Regions from separate parts of the Rattus norvegicus genome. Here region 1 is linked to region 2. The links are chromatin contacts, called in public Hi-C maps. All regions are on one chromosome and are shown on one strand. The core of a region is the stretch at or near the end of the contact, and the rest is flanking DNA. Distances in the headings are between cores, read along the strand shown.

Region 1 (6,933 bases), core at 3,403-5,902, 310 kb after region 2:
GCATTTATTTTGGTCTTTGCTCTTGTGTATTTTCCAAATTTTTCTTACCAATGATTAATAATTTGTTTTCTGTGGTGCGGGGGCTGGAAGCCAGGGCCTTGCAGTTCCTAGGCAAAAGCTCCTCCTGTGAGCCGTACCCCAGCCTTATTAGTTACACATTGTTAGCTCTTTAGGAGTATCTGGTCAGAGATAGTATTTGTGACAGGTAGGGACCTGAGCGACTAGGCCCTTGTGGCTGTTCCCAGGCACCCTTCCCTCTGGTATGGCTCTGCCTCTGACCTCTGCCTTGTCCTCCTGGCTGAGCCCTCCGCAGTCCTATCTGCGGCAGCAGCAGCCCGAGAGAATGGACCCGTTGCTTGCCTCCCGTTCTTACCCACAGCTCAGTCGTGTCACCTTACGAGCGGCAGCTCAACCTGGATGGCTATGCCCAGTGCCTGGAGGATGGGTCTGGCAAGAGGAAGAGGAGTTCTAGCTGTCGGTAATTCACCTGCCGTTGCCACCCCTAGGGAGTGTCATGACCACAGGATGTACATGGGCTTCAGAAGGGGCCTGAGGTGCTCTCACACAGGCTTGAGGAGACAGCAGAGGGTTTATCTCAGTTCCAGTGGAATGAACTTGTCTTGGGGACATTAACGAGGGGTAAACATGCTGCTTTTCTCCTGTGTCTCTAAGGTCTGTTAATAAGAAGGCCAAGGCCCTGCAGAACTCCCTGCCGCCCGTCAGCTTGGCAGACTCCAGCCCACCTGCCTGTGACCAGAGTAGCCCATACCCAGAGGAGAAACCTCGGGACTCAAGCCCTGAGCAGGGCTCGGAGCTCCCCATGCAGTTTCTGGGGTCCCCAGAGCCTTGCCCTGATCCGGGCAGGGAAGATGCGGGGTGTGACCAGGAGAGTGACAAAATAGAGAATGGAGCCAAGGGGACCCCTAAGCCACGCTGGAACTTTGAGCGGATCTCATTCCCCAACATGGCCTCAGATAGTCGGCACACGCTCCTGCCTGCCCCAGCCCCAGAGCTGCTCCCTGTCAATGTCATTGGGCGAGGGACAGATGCTGAGTCCTGGTGCCAAAAGCTGAACCAGCGGAGGGAGAAGCTCTCCCGGCGAGACCGGGAGCAGCAAGCAGAGGTCCGGCAGTTCCGGGAGGATGTTAACGCCGATCCCGAGGTGCAGGGCTGCTCCACTTGGCAGGAGTACAAGGAGCTGCTGAGGAGACGACAGATGCAAAGGAGCCAGCCCCGACCTCCACACCTATGGGGCCAGTCTGTTACCCCCTTGCTGAACCCCGATACAGCCGATTCTCCAGGTATCCCTCACTACTGGGAGCAGAGAGAGACTTTTGAAAGTGGATGGTTAGACTGGGGCTGGCTAAGGCCTGAGGTGTGTGAGAAAGCTGTGCAGTGGAGAGGGACCTACAGTGGCTGTTCTGTAGGTGGTGGCAGCAGCCACGGGGGACGGTTTCCTGATGAGTCATCGCCCAGCGATGCTCGTGGGGGATGAACGTTGTGCCCGCATCCTTAAGACCATACCCAAGCTTGCTGGACGACTTTGCCAGCAGCCAGCTCTGGGTCTTCCCCTCTTCCACAGCCTGCTAGCCAAAACATGGAGACGCCACAGGGAGAAGTTCTAGCCAGATGATAGGAAAGCTCACTGTGTGCTCTCGGTTATAAACATGTGGAACTAAGTATAGGGCCTGAGCCGAGTGTAACAACAGACTCTGTAAAGGCGTCCCCGGGAGCGTGGTAGATTGTGGGTGAGTCTAGAGTTACCAAATGAGTTTGTACTGCCACTGTGTGGGGCATAACTTAAGCTCAGCGCATTCCGGTAGAGCCGGTGATCCTAACCTGGGTAGCAGATCTGTCCGTGTCACGGGCGTGTGTAGAAGGTTGACTCCCTTCCTCAACGTCTTGTAGCCGCCGTCCTGCAACGTATCTCTGTACTGCAGACAACGCACCTTGCTGATGGAGGTTACCGGTGAGTCTCAGCCCTGCTCACTGTCTCCATGACACTGGCTGCCAGGTGGAGCAACAACTGGGATTTGATTCCTGGAGTTGGGTGTGAGTCAGAGGATCACCCCCGGGACACCTGCCTACATCCTTAGCTCCCAGTGACGGGAACGGGAAAGGGAAGAATGAGAAAGATGGTGGCTATACCCCTGGTGATGCCTCCTTGTAGAGTTATTAATAGGAAACGTTTCAGTGCGGGGGGGGGGGGTAGGAGGCAGGTTGGCAGAGGAGAGTCCTCGTCTTAAAGTTTCTTACTTGGCTTACAGGCTGCTGGAGAAGTCTGGGGGCTTGGAGATCAGCTTCGATGTTTACCAGGCTGACGCTGTGGCTACGTTCCGGAAAAACAGCCCTGGCAAACCCTACGTGCGAATGTGCATTAGTGGGTATGAAATGACTGAGTGCCGCCAGCCGCCGCCAGCCCGTCCCTCCACCCCTGTCCCCGAGAAGAATCTGAGGTCCAGAGGGGTTAAGTGCCCCTATCTACGGCCATATGGCTGGTTGGTGCCATGGGAACCCAAGATTCCCATCCTTGGCTCCACGTTACTGGCTTTTGGGGGGGGGGGTAGTCTTTCTCGTCTTCCACCTTTAGCCCTGGACTTACTCAGCAGAAAGGACTTGATTTGGAGGGATTTACTGGCTAAGAGTGGTGAGAACCCACACGCCCTATCCCTCCACTCTGGGGCTCTCCTGAAAGCATTCATCAGAGCCCCGGAGTCTGCAGAAAGCAGAGCCCAGAGGCCAGTATTCTTGTAACCCCATCTCTTGTCTGACAGCCTTCCTGCCCTGGAAGGCCATGGTTGGCTATGACGGGGTCTCAGTCTACTCTTCCTTCTCACAGGTTTGATGAACCTGTCCCAGACCTCTGCAGCCTCAAGCGGTTGACCTACCAGAGTGGGGATGTTCCCCTGATCTTTGCTCTGGTGGATCATGGTGACATTTCCTTCTACAGCTTCAGAGACTTCACACTGCCCCAGGATCTGGGGCACTGAACACAGCTCTGGGAATGGCTTTCTCCGGGGTGGGGCCTGGACTGCTCTCAGGGACCGTGTCGGCTGTCTCTCATACAGGACTCACCTGGACCTGGCCACTGGGATCTATGGTCCTAGGTGTCTTCTGTTTGTAGGGAAGAAGAGCACGCCCTCTTGCCTGGTTATTGTGCTTTCAAGCCCACTGCCTGGAAGTGCTACCTGGCAGTGACCGCCCCTTGGAACTCAGGAGTTGTTTTCAGAGGCCCAGGAGTTGGGGTAGAAGAGGAGACTCTGTGCCTTTATTCAAGGGGGTGCCTGCTTCGTGCCATAAAGCCAAAGCCATTAAAAAAAATATTTTCTGCTGTGGTTGAATATGCTTATTGGACTACCCCTCCCCTCCATTCCTGCTTCGTCCATTGTTGGGGAGGAGAACCCTGGCGGACCATGGGAGAACATGCCCAGGACTTTGAACACGGAGTTGATGGACTTCTGAAGAATACCAATGAGACAAGAGTCCAATCTGTTGGTCCTGCCCTGGGTGGTGTCAGGAGGGTGGCTGAGCGTCCTGAGTCGGTTGGATTGTACCCCAGCCACACTGAGGGTCCATCCACAGTTAGGTTAGCCCCGCCTTCTTAGCTTGAACTAAAAACTATCCTGGCTACAGACTGTTCCCCTCCCACCCCCTTGGACCTCAGGCTCCAGCGTCCCTTCTGAAGGCACAAGTCGGGGGTCTTTGAGTAGTGGTTACGGAGTTCGTCATTATGTCTTCGTTCCCATACCACGCTACTCATGGGTCTGAAACCTGCCTCTGCTGGTCATTATATTTATATGGAAAGCTCTCTTGAGAATCCCGCCTACCTATGCCCCTCACTAGACAGCCGCGGGAGGGGAGTGAAGTCCTGCCCCACGCTCTCTTGCTTGACTATTGGCGTTTTTAAGTCCACTGCCTCCACGAAGTCGCGTCCATCCTGGAGAGCACTCAGGGACTATTTCCTCTTCCCAGGGGCGGTGGGACACCTAGAGCTGTGAGCAGTCCTGTGACCAGGTGCGCACAGGTGAAGGCGGGGTCCGGCACGCTGCGCTAGGTGCGGCTTCTCACCGCTGCCCCGCCCCTCGTTACTGGGGCCGCGATTGGCTGGAGAGCGGCCCCCGCCCTCGAAGACTCCCAGGATGCGCTCCCGCCCAGTCCGCTCGGCCTAGGAGGCGGGGGCGGGGCGGGGCGAGGGCTCGGTAGGCTCGCCCTGTATGTAAATCGTGGCGGCTCCGCCTCCCCCCGCTCGCCGCGCCGGAGGTGAGCAGGAAGCAGACGGCCGCCCTGCAGCCCGTGGGCCGGAGCAGGGAACCGAAGTGGTGGGTGACGGTCGCTGAGGGACGCCGAGGCCTCGGGCAGGGCCCGGCCCGGGATTGCAGGTGAGCCCACCTGGCTTTACAGGACTTTATGGGGTGCGGACCACTAGGGGCGGCGCGGCCCGCGAGGATCCGAGTCCCTAAGGTTTCTCAGGCGGGTCGGAGAGGGCAGCGCCCAGGTCTGCCCTGCTCGCCCAGATCTCCAAGGTTTGGCTCGTCCCGGAGAAAGACACCTGTAGAAAGTGGCGCTGAGAACTTGTCTTTTCCTGTTCCGCCCCCCGGATTACCAAACTTGGGACTCGGGTTTGCACAATCGTGTTGACTTTCGGGAGCAGGGAACAGGTGTCTGGCGTGGCTGGGTGCGGGGGGGGACACAGTGAGCAGAGACACCGTTCCGGGACCCTTGTGCGAGGGGCCTCGACGCAGAACCCGACGACCCGGCTTCCTGTGACCCGGCGTCGCCAGCGGCGTCTGGGGTGGGTTACCTTGGCGGCTTAGCTCTTACCTCTGCCATCTGGGCGCTCTCCCTGCCCGCCCTTGTGCCTCCTAATCCTCCGACTCAGGAAGTCCGCGGGTGGGACTTGGTTCTCTCGTAGAAAGGGGGGCCTTTATATCCCCGGAGCGGCTCTGAACACCTTTAGGCAATGGTATTGAAACCCAGTCTATTTTGCACGTTGATGGGTGGGTGTTACACTGTGGAACTTGTCAAAGAGTGGAAAATTCTTGCCAAGGAAAGTGTGCTTTGCTTTCGCTCGGTTTGGACGGTTGGACACTGGGCCTTAGCTGTGGGAAGTGGCCCTAACTGGGGTGACCGCGCTGTAGCTCTTAAAGGGTTTTCACCTGAAACAGGTGAACTTCCGGTAAGGAGGGGCGGGGCTTCGGTACCGCGTCCCTTCCCACGGGGACCCTTAAGTCGATGTAGCCTCTAGAGATTCTGTGTTAAAGTCCGTTCTGAGCTAGATGTGTCAGGGTAACAAGGAAATGTTTGTGGGAAGAACCGAGCTGCGCTGTGGCCTGCCTAAAAGAAGGCAAAGTTAGAGTGGCTTTGGGAGGAGATCAGAGCAGATTGGCAGGAGGATGGAGGAAAAGATGTCTCAACAAATGTGTCGGGTAATTTTTTTCTCCTTAAATTTTTATTTATGTATTTATTGGTTGATCAATTCATTCAAACAGGGTTTCTCTGTAGCCCTGGATGTCCTGGAACTTACTCTGTAGACTAGGCTGGCATCGAACTCACAGAGATCCACCTTGCCTCTGCCTCCCAAGTGCTGGGATTAAAACTGAGCTAAATTGCTACTTCCTCCCCTCCCTCGCATGGCTCAGGTAGTTTTCTTGAGTCATATGCACACAGAATTTTTGATAGCTCTCCAACCAAGCTCTTTCTGTCCTCTGAGCAGCTTGGACCAGTTCCCTGGAGAGCATTTCCAGGTCCTTAGGATATTTTGCATCTCTGCTCTTCCTTCAGGCAGCAGCAGCTCCTCTTCAGTGACAGATTGGTATAATTTTTTTTTTTTTTTTTGGTTCTTTTTTTTCGGAGCTGGGGACCAAACCCAGGGCCTTGCACTTCCTAGGTAAGCGCTCTACCACTGAGCTAAATCCCCAGCCCTATAATTTTAATCATATTAAACGATTTAGTCTCAGCCAGGCAGGGGCAGGCAGATCTCCCGAGTTCGAGGCCAACCCTGTGTCAAAAAGCAAAACAAAATTTAGTCCCTTTTATTACATCTAAATTTTATTTTTTGTGTGTGCCTGGGTGTGTGTGTGTGGGGGGGGATGTGCATGTGACGGTGTGTGTGTTTGTGTAGGCCAGAGGACAAGATGGGGGAAGTGCTCTCCTTCCACCATAAGGCCTTGAGGCTGAACTCCGGCTTGGCGCCAGGTGCCCTTACCTGATGCCAGCTATAAAATAACCTTCAATAAACAGTACCAGAAAAAATAAATAAAGGGAAGGCTCAAATAATCCCTGTTCGTTAAGACATGGAGCTAGGTGTGTGGTTCACGCCTATAACCCCAGCACTCCTGAGACTGAGGCAGGAAGATGGCTACAAACTGGGAAGCCAAACAGGCCTCTTGTTCTTATTTTAAATTCCTGTGTGCATTCGAGTGTACGCCACATGAGTGCAGGTACCTCCAGAAACCGAAGGCATCAGAGCCACAGGCATTTTATGTGGTGGGAACGGAACTTGAGTCGTCCGGAAAAGTTGCAAACGGTCTTAACTGTTGAGCCATCTCCCCAGCCCCAAGACCCTTTTTCAAAAAACAAGAGGCAGTGGAAATCTATAGTTATGAAAACAAACGCGTTCAGAAGGTGGGAAGCGAGGCAGAAAAGGATTCTCCCTTTTGCCTGCTGTCTTTTCTTCACACAGTACCTCATCCCAGGCATCAGATGACTATGAATCCTACCTTCTAGTTCTTGCTTCAATAGCCTGAGGTCTTTCGCTTAACCACTCTGGGCCCTGGTTTCCCAGAGTTGCTGAGAACATGAAATCCTGAGCTCAGATGACCTAGTACATAGCAGGCATCCACACTGCAGAATTTGTTCATTTTCCTAGAAGCGTAAAACGGGCCCAATTAGCCTCGTGTTGGCTTTTAGGTAGGCACCTGGCCGGCTGAGGGA
Region 2 (6,915 bases), core at 1,220-3,719:
GAGCCTCCAGTAGGTGCTGTCAACCCTTAGGACTTGGATGCAGACCTTCAGAAAAGACACCTCCATACTAGATATCAGAGGACCACAGTGGCTCAACCAACCTATAATCTGATCACTTGAGAGACAGAAGCGGGAGGACAGCGATGAGTCTGAGTCTAGCCTACCTAGTGAGTTCCTGTCACAAAGGTCCCAATACTGTCTAAAGGACAGCAAATCCTATAACTGGTGATCCTGCCCTCCTCTGCCACTGAGAGGAAAAAATTGAAACTAGGGGGAAAAGTGAAAAGAGTAGGCCTGACAAGAAGTTGGGGTTTAGGAAAAATGGAGGCCCTGGTCACTCAGCATAGTCTCCCTCAGATGGGCAAGGAAAAGCCAGAGGGAGGAGATTGGGGGGGGGGAGTTGTCCTTACAGTCACTAGATGACATAAGGGAGGGAACTACCAGTGTGGCTGTCTCTCCCCTGGGCACTAGCCCTCTCCTGTCCTAGGAAAAGGATCTTCAAAGAACCAAAGCCTTGTGTTTGGTTTTTATTTTTATTAAAAACCTGATTTTCTCACTGTATTTATGTGCTAGCCTTGTTCCTTCTGGGTGTAGATTTCATGGGTGGGGCCGGAAGGCAGTTTGTTCAAGTGGCAGTTACCGTGGCTCCCTGATTAAAGTCACCTGTCCAGGCAGGGTCCTGCTGACCCACCTCCCCGTCCTTCACAGGCTGGCTCGCTTGCTCTCTATGATGCCCCTCCAGTCATCACTCCAGGAAAGCAGCCGTCTCCTAGTGGGGGGCAGGGCCAGGTGCTGATTGTGGCAGCAGGTGAACAAGATGTGCTCCCAGCTTGGGGTCTCCTCTAGGCCTGGGGCAGTAAAGACAGAACGTGCGGTCTGTAATCTGGTTATTTTTACTCCTCTCCTTAATCCCAGCAGGCCAGGCGCCTGGAGATGGTCAAGGTTAATAGACCCAACCTTGAATGTTGTCTTTGTCATCAATGAGCAGGTCTCCCATGACCACTGTCTTGTCCCTAGTCAGGATAATCCGCTCCACAAACTGTGGCCCCAGGTTCTGCTCCACCCAACGGTACTGTATAGATCGAAAAAATAAAAAAAAAGGTTAGTAGATCCCCAAATGCAAGATCAGTAAGGCATGGGGGCTAAGTGGGATAAGCCCTCAAAAGCACGGAACCCCTTTCACCCAGCCCCCAGTTTCTGAAGCGTATTTTTTAAATCAAAATTGGAAAGCCAAATCTGCGCAGGCGCCAGCACCTTCTCGCCCACACAGTGGTCGTACTTCCGCAGTGGGGTGGTGCAGATGAAGACATCGGTGCTGCGGAGAAGGGGGTGCAGTTAGGCCTGGGGCACTGGCCGTCTTCCCGCCACCCCCTCCTCACCCTCCTTACTCTTGCATGGCGTTCATCTCTCGCAAAGCGTCCAAGGCTCCAGGGATGGGCTCCAAGTTTAGGAAAAAGCCCGGAGCTTCATAGACACTGGCCACTTTTTCCTGAGAGAGAGATCGGTCTTGGTCCCGCTCCTGCCTTCCAGCAGGGGGAGCCCCAGAGAGAGGACCCACAAAAGATTCTGCAGATCTAGGTTCCTGTGTGTTTGGGTGTATGCGCGCGCGCATGTGTACCAGTGTGTGTGTGTGTGTGTGTGTGTGTGTGTGTGTGGCGGGGGGCGAGGGGCGTGTGTGTACCCTTTCAAGCTTTCAGGTTCGGGGTGAACTGTGAATTCACACAGCTTAACTGATTCTGCAGATCTCAGTTCCTGTGTCTGTCCGCGCGCGCGCCCGCGCTCGTGTGCTTACCCTGTCTGTGTGTATGTGTGTGTGTGTACCCTTTCAAGCCGTGTGTGTGAGTGTGTGTGTGTGCGCGTGCGTGTGTGTGTGTGTGTGCGTGCGTGTGTGTGTTCGTACGTGTTCGTACGCGCGCGTTGTGTGAGTACCCTTTCAAGCTTTCAGGTTCGGGGTGAACTGTGAATTCACACAGCTTAACTGATTCTGCAGATCTCAGTTCCTGTGTCTGTCCGCGCGCGCGCCCGCGCTCGTGTGCTTACCCTGTCTGTGTGTGTGTGTGTGTGTACCCTTTCAAGCCGTGTGTGTGTGTGTGTGTGTGTGTGTGCGCGTGCGTGTGTGTGTGTGTGCGTGTGTGTGTTCGTACGTGTTCGTACGCGCGCGTTGTGTGAGTACCCTGTCAAGCTTTCTGGTTCGGGGGTGAACTGTGAATTCGCACAGCTTAGCTGCCTCGAAGAGAGCTCAAAACTAGAGGTTCCCCGTCGGGTCTCCTACCGCCAGGTCCGGCCGCAGGGCTCCGTACTGCTCGCTGGCGAGGAAGCCCCGGCGCTGTTCCAGCGGCACATGCGGTTCCCCGGGGAAGCGACGGCGGAAACCCTGCAGAAGGCCGGACTCGAAGTCAGCTAGCACGCCGTCCATGTCCACCAGCACGCGCACCGGCCGCTTCACCGCCATTGCCACGCCCGGGGTCTCCGCGGAGCACCGCAGCAAGCACCGAGGATGCCAGACCCGGAAACAAGCTTCCGGGACAAGGGTGTGGGCGGGCCCGACTCTGATCATTTGCATGAGTGACCAACTAGGTACCCAGGAAGACATTGCGTCCCTTGAGGGACTACAGCTCCTGTGCAGCATCAGAATCCCTCTCCCATAACCTCCAAGATCCGAAATACTTTGCAATGGGGGACCCGCTCCGCACGCTGCATGCACACTCTGCCTCTCCCATGCTTGTCCATGCTGGAAGCTGACAAGATCATGAGTGTCCCAGTTCACAGGATGAGAAGGGACCCCTTAAAGCCAACTGTGATCATGAGCTGTGCTCTCAAGAGACAGAACTCATAAGCCAGAGTTGGTTTGAAACAGTAGAGTTGTTTTCAATCTGAGCCCATTACTTTTTCCGTGGAACCCAGGTCTCCTGTAGAATCGAAAGCTTCTATGTCCTTCTAGAAAACGTTAACCGTTCACACACACCCCACACCTGTTCTTGTAGATTTCAGAGTCCATGGCGATATCACATCAACCTATAAATGCAGATTTGAGTGAACCCTCTTGGTGGCTAGTCTTCCTCATGTAATGACTTTTTTTCTGACTCGGTTTCTCCAACACAGCCCTGGCTGTCCTGAAACTATGTGAACCAGGCTGGCTTCAAACTCCCAGAGATTTGCCTGCTTCTGCCTTCCACGTGCTGGGGTTTAAAGGTGGGCGCCGCTACACATTGTATGACATGACTTCTAAACCATGGCAGAAGTATGGCAAGATAGAGCAGACACCTCAATGAAAAGCCAGCACGCAGGAGGCAGAGGCAGAGGCAGGCAGACCTCTGAGTTCCAAGACAGCCAGAGCTACAGAGTGAAGACCCCCGCCCCCAACTTAAACAAATTTTAAAAAACACAAGAAAGCAAACAAAACTGGTAAAACAATAAATCCTGGTAAGTTCTTACTTTGGGACTGAATTTTCACTAAGCCAAGCCAATTTTCACATAAAAGGTTTGCTTATCTGCAGGTTTCTCTCCTGCCTCTTCTGTAATTTATATAAAAGTATTTTGCAAACCCCATACATGCATTCAATGTATTTTTAATCCTGTTTACCAGACTTCCCCCCAACATCTCCTGGACACCCCCTCCTTTTTTTTTTTTTTTTTTGCAACAGTGTTTCAGGCATTCGGGTTTGCCTCAAATTCACTACCTACCTTGGCTAGCCACTAACTCAAGATGCTCCTGCCCCCACCTTAAGTGTTGGGATTAAATGCATGTACCACAGCACCCCACATCTTAAAAGAGTTTATGCCTCGCCTCACAAGAGCCCCACCTGCCTTTGCCTCCTGAATGCTGGGATTAAAAGTGTGCTACCGGCTGGCCCAGCAAATGTTCTTAAGCAATCTTCCAAACACACTTACCCTGTTTAAAGAGGTTTGAAGATGTGACTTTACAAATTTTCTAACTTGGGGTGCTAAACCCCCTCCTGCAAATGTTTCCAGACAGCCCCCTAAAATCTGCTCCATTACTTCTGATGTTGGCTGAACCTCCACACCCCCAGAACACCTGCCACCCGGTGCTTCTCTCTGTAATAAAGTGAAGACCAACTATCAACTTAGAACACCAACTAGGGAACTCCCTTCTCGGGAGCCCCACCCTTGCTAAGAGGCTGAGAAAGATGGGTACAGGTTTACTTCCTGTGAGATTCACATGAGAAATTCAGGCCTTTAAAAGCCATGGCCCTACTCAGGAGGCTAGCCTGTTACAATACACAGAAATGATTGTAGGCTACAGCTGTTAATCAAACATGTAAAATGCTTTAGAACCTAGTTATCTTTTTTAAAATATGTTATGTATAGGACTACAGTGTCCATAGGCAAGGGAACCCAGCCTGTCAGAAACACAAGTGGACCTACAGCCAGGTCTTAAATCAAGATCTGGAAATCACATGACATTGTGACAGTTGATCTGAACCTTCCTGTCCATCCGCCACCTCAGTTGGTGGGGCAGCCTGTGTAGTCATGCAGAATCTCCCTCTGCAGCCTGCATTGTTGAGCATTAGCCATTGTGGATCTCAAGGTAGAAACCTAAACCTACCTTGGCACTGGGGGTGAGAGCAGATGGGATGGATGACAGTGAAGGTGACAAGGGAACAGAAAGGATCTCCACACACAGAAGACTGGCTGCAGGGGTTCAAAGTCAGGGCATCCTACATCTGGCCCGGCTCCAAGACAGACTTAAATGTGGGTCTGGCCCTACACAAGGATCAGAGGTACAAAGGCCCACTCTGGCCAGCTATGTACTACACACAGCCTGTGGAATGCTAACAGTGTCATTGTGTCTTTTTGAGTATCTGCTATGTATGTGGGAGAGGGTGTAGCAGAGGGAGGGGGATCCCATCTGGGCCTCCTGCTGGACTGCAGGCAGAAGTGAGCCACCTGGGTGCTGGGACTTGAACTCAGATTCTCTGGAAGAGATTCCCAGGTGCTCTTAACCACTGAGCCACCTCTCCAGCCACACTGGCTCAACTCTGAATGCTTTATTAAATTACCAAATGTCGTTAGGTGGCAGTTTCTAGGAAAGGAAAGGTGCAGGAAGGACATTCAAAACATTGCCAGAAAGACAGGACTGGAATGCAACCCACTGTCCTGCAGGAAACGCTCAGAAACCCTCAGTCGGTCGGTTCCATTCCTAGCACTGCATACACGGTGGCGCATACCTATAACACCGCACTTGAAGGTGGAGTCAGGAATCTAAGGGCAGCTTCAGCTACATAGACACGGTCTGTGTGTGTGTGTGTGTGTGTGTGTGTGTGTGTGTGTGTGTGTGTGTGTGTGTGTCTCTCTCTCTCTCTCTCTCACACACACACACACACACACCCTCTACCAAAAAAAAAAAAAAAAGAGACAAAACACAGTGCTTCAAAAGTTGGGTATTGTTTACTTTAAGCAACAGTCCAGGACTAAGAAGTACAGGGATGCGACTTTCTTCATGGTCAAGCACCAGCGTCATGCACATGGCAGAGTTCTTCCAGCGTCATGCACATGGCAGACTTCTTTCATTAGGAGTCCCTGTGGGCCCTACAGCCCCACTCGGGGACGGCCTCCCTTGTGGCTTCACCTTGCAATTCCAGGCAGCTTGCTTGTATACCTGAAGCCATCCTCTGCACTGGTGGCTCTGCCCACGGCCGGCCAGTCACAGTGGCCATTGGCTTCCTCTGCTTTGCAGGCAGTGGGATGTGAGGTATGGCCACTTTGATCATTCCATATGGCACAGGACCATGCACTGTGCAAAGGACACCGATGTATGGTGGGGCAACAGCAAGGAGAGCAGAGCGCTGCCCTGGGGACAGCTGGGAGCAGGGGCTGCAGGGCAGGGCCTGTGGCTGCTGTCTGCCCCACAGTAAGCCAAGTACAGCGTCAAAATCCCTGGTACACAAGTCTCTACACATCAGGAACCAGATCATCTGTTCTTAAGAACAGGCTACTACTCCGGTCTACTACTAAAACACACTCATGCCGCGGCCCACAGACCTAGGAGTCAGACAGACACAAGAGAGGAAGAGAGAAAGGGGGGAAAAAAGACAGCAGTACATAAAGTGCTTCTTTTTTAATGAAACAAATCCAAAAGATGTACAGTCAGGCTCACGTTGTGCAGTTCACAAGCATGGAAGAAACAAACAGACAGAAGGACAGAGTTCCAACAGAAGAAGCTAACCCAAGACCAGGCTGGACTTGCCGCCAGGGGGGTTTCTCCTGGATGGCGCTGGGGCCGGAGCCACTGGGCTGGGCACAGGAGCAGCGGGCACCGGCTTCTCTTCCACCTGTGCCAGGCTGGCTTGGAAGTCTGTGTCCACATTTTCTAGAAGACAAAGTTTCGAAATGGTTCAAACATGCAGACAAAAAGGTTTGTACCCAGAAATGGGACCCGCCAGTGTGTTGCCTATGGTTCTGTGCACCTATGGTTTTCAAATGTATACAAACAGGCCAGGGGTGGTAATACGTGCCCTAATTCCATGTGGTACATGTGGTAGAGGCAGGAGAATCAGGAGTTCAAGGTCATACCTTGCTATATAGTATGTTTGAAGCCAACCAGGGTTACAGGCGGACATCTTTTCTAAAAATGAACAATAAAAGCGCAAGGCCCTGGGTTCGATCCCCAGCTCCGAAAAAAAGAACCAAAAAAAAAAAAAAAAAGGAACAATAAGTAAAATATATGAACAGACTGTCTGCACTCCTCTGTGCACGTGGAGGCCAGAGCATGATGGTGTCTGTACCAAGGCTCTTGGCCTTATTGCTTTTGGATGGGTCTCTCACAGATCCTGTGTCCACCTTCCATGGCACTGGGTCACAGGAGGATGTGGCCCTGCTCAGATCCAGGAGCTGGCACAGCAGCCTCTCTTAGTCAGTGTGCCATTTGCCCAGCACCAAGAGCTTTGAACTTGT

Evidence for each region. A called contact is a pair of places that touch in the nucleus more often than the background predicts.
Region 1: a Hi-C map of prefrontal cortex shows a contact between it and region 2, with 3 times the contacts expected there. The contact joins the promoter of Llgl2 here to the promoter of Nt5c in region 2. A contact is called at or near these places in 4 of 12 Hi-C or Micro-C datasets (frontal cortex, mammary epithelial cells, prefrontal cortex and 1 more).

The regions. Positions count from the first base shown.
Region 1 is chr10:101,545,691-101,552,623 of GRCr8, forward strand. Llgl2 (LLGL scribble cell polarity complex component 2) reads left to right here and starts at 4,653. Exons shown (of 26, transcript NM_001127549.1): 1 at 4,653-4,792. It overlaps Tsen54 (tRNA splicing endonuclease subunit 54), which reads left to right. Exons shown (of 11, transcript NM_001109576.1): 7 at 380-478; 8 at 673-1,301; 9 at 1,909-1,969; 10 at 2,268-2,384; 11 at 2,840-3,332. The coding sequence ends at 2,990.
Region 2 is chr10:101,238,038-101,244,952 of GRCr8, forward strand. It overlaps Nt5c (5', 3'-nucleotidase, cytosolic), which reads right to left and starts at 2,470. Exons shown (of 5, transcript NM_001271189.1): 1 at 2,273-2,470; 2 at 1,389-1,489; 3 at 1,255-1,315; 4 at 958-1,072; 5 at 515-848. The coding sequence starts at 2,452. The coding sequence ends at 703. It overlaps Armc7 (armadillo repeat containing 7), which reads left to right. Exons shown (of 3, transcript NM_001127522.1): 3 at 1-560. Jpt1 (Jupiter microtubule associated homolog 1) reads right to left here. Exons shown (of 5, transcript NM_001005876.1): 5 at 5,391-6,331. The coding sequence ends at 6,183.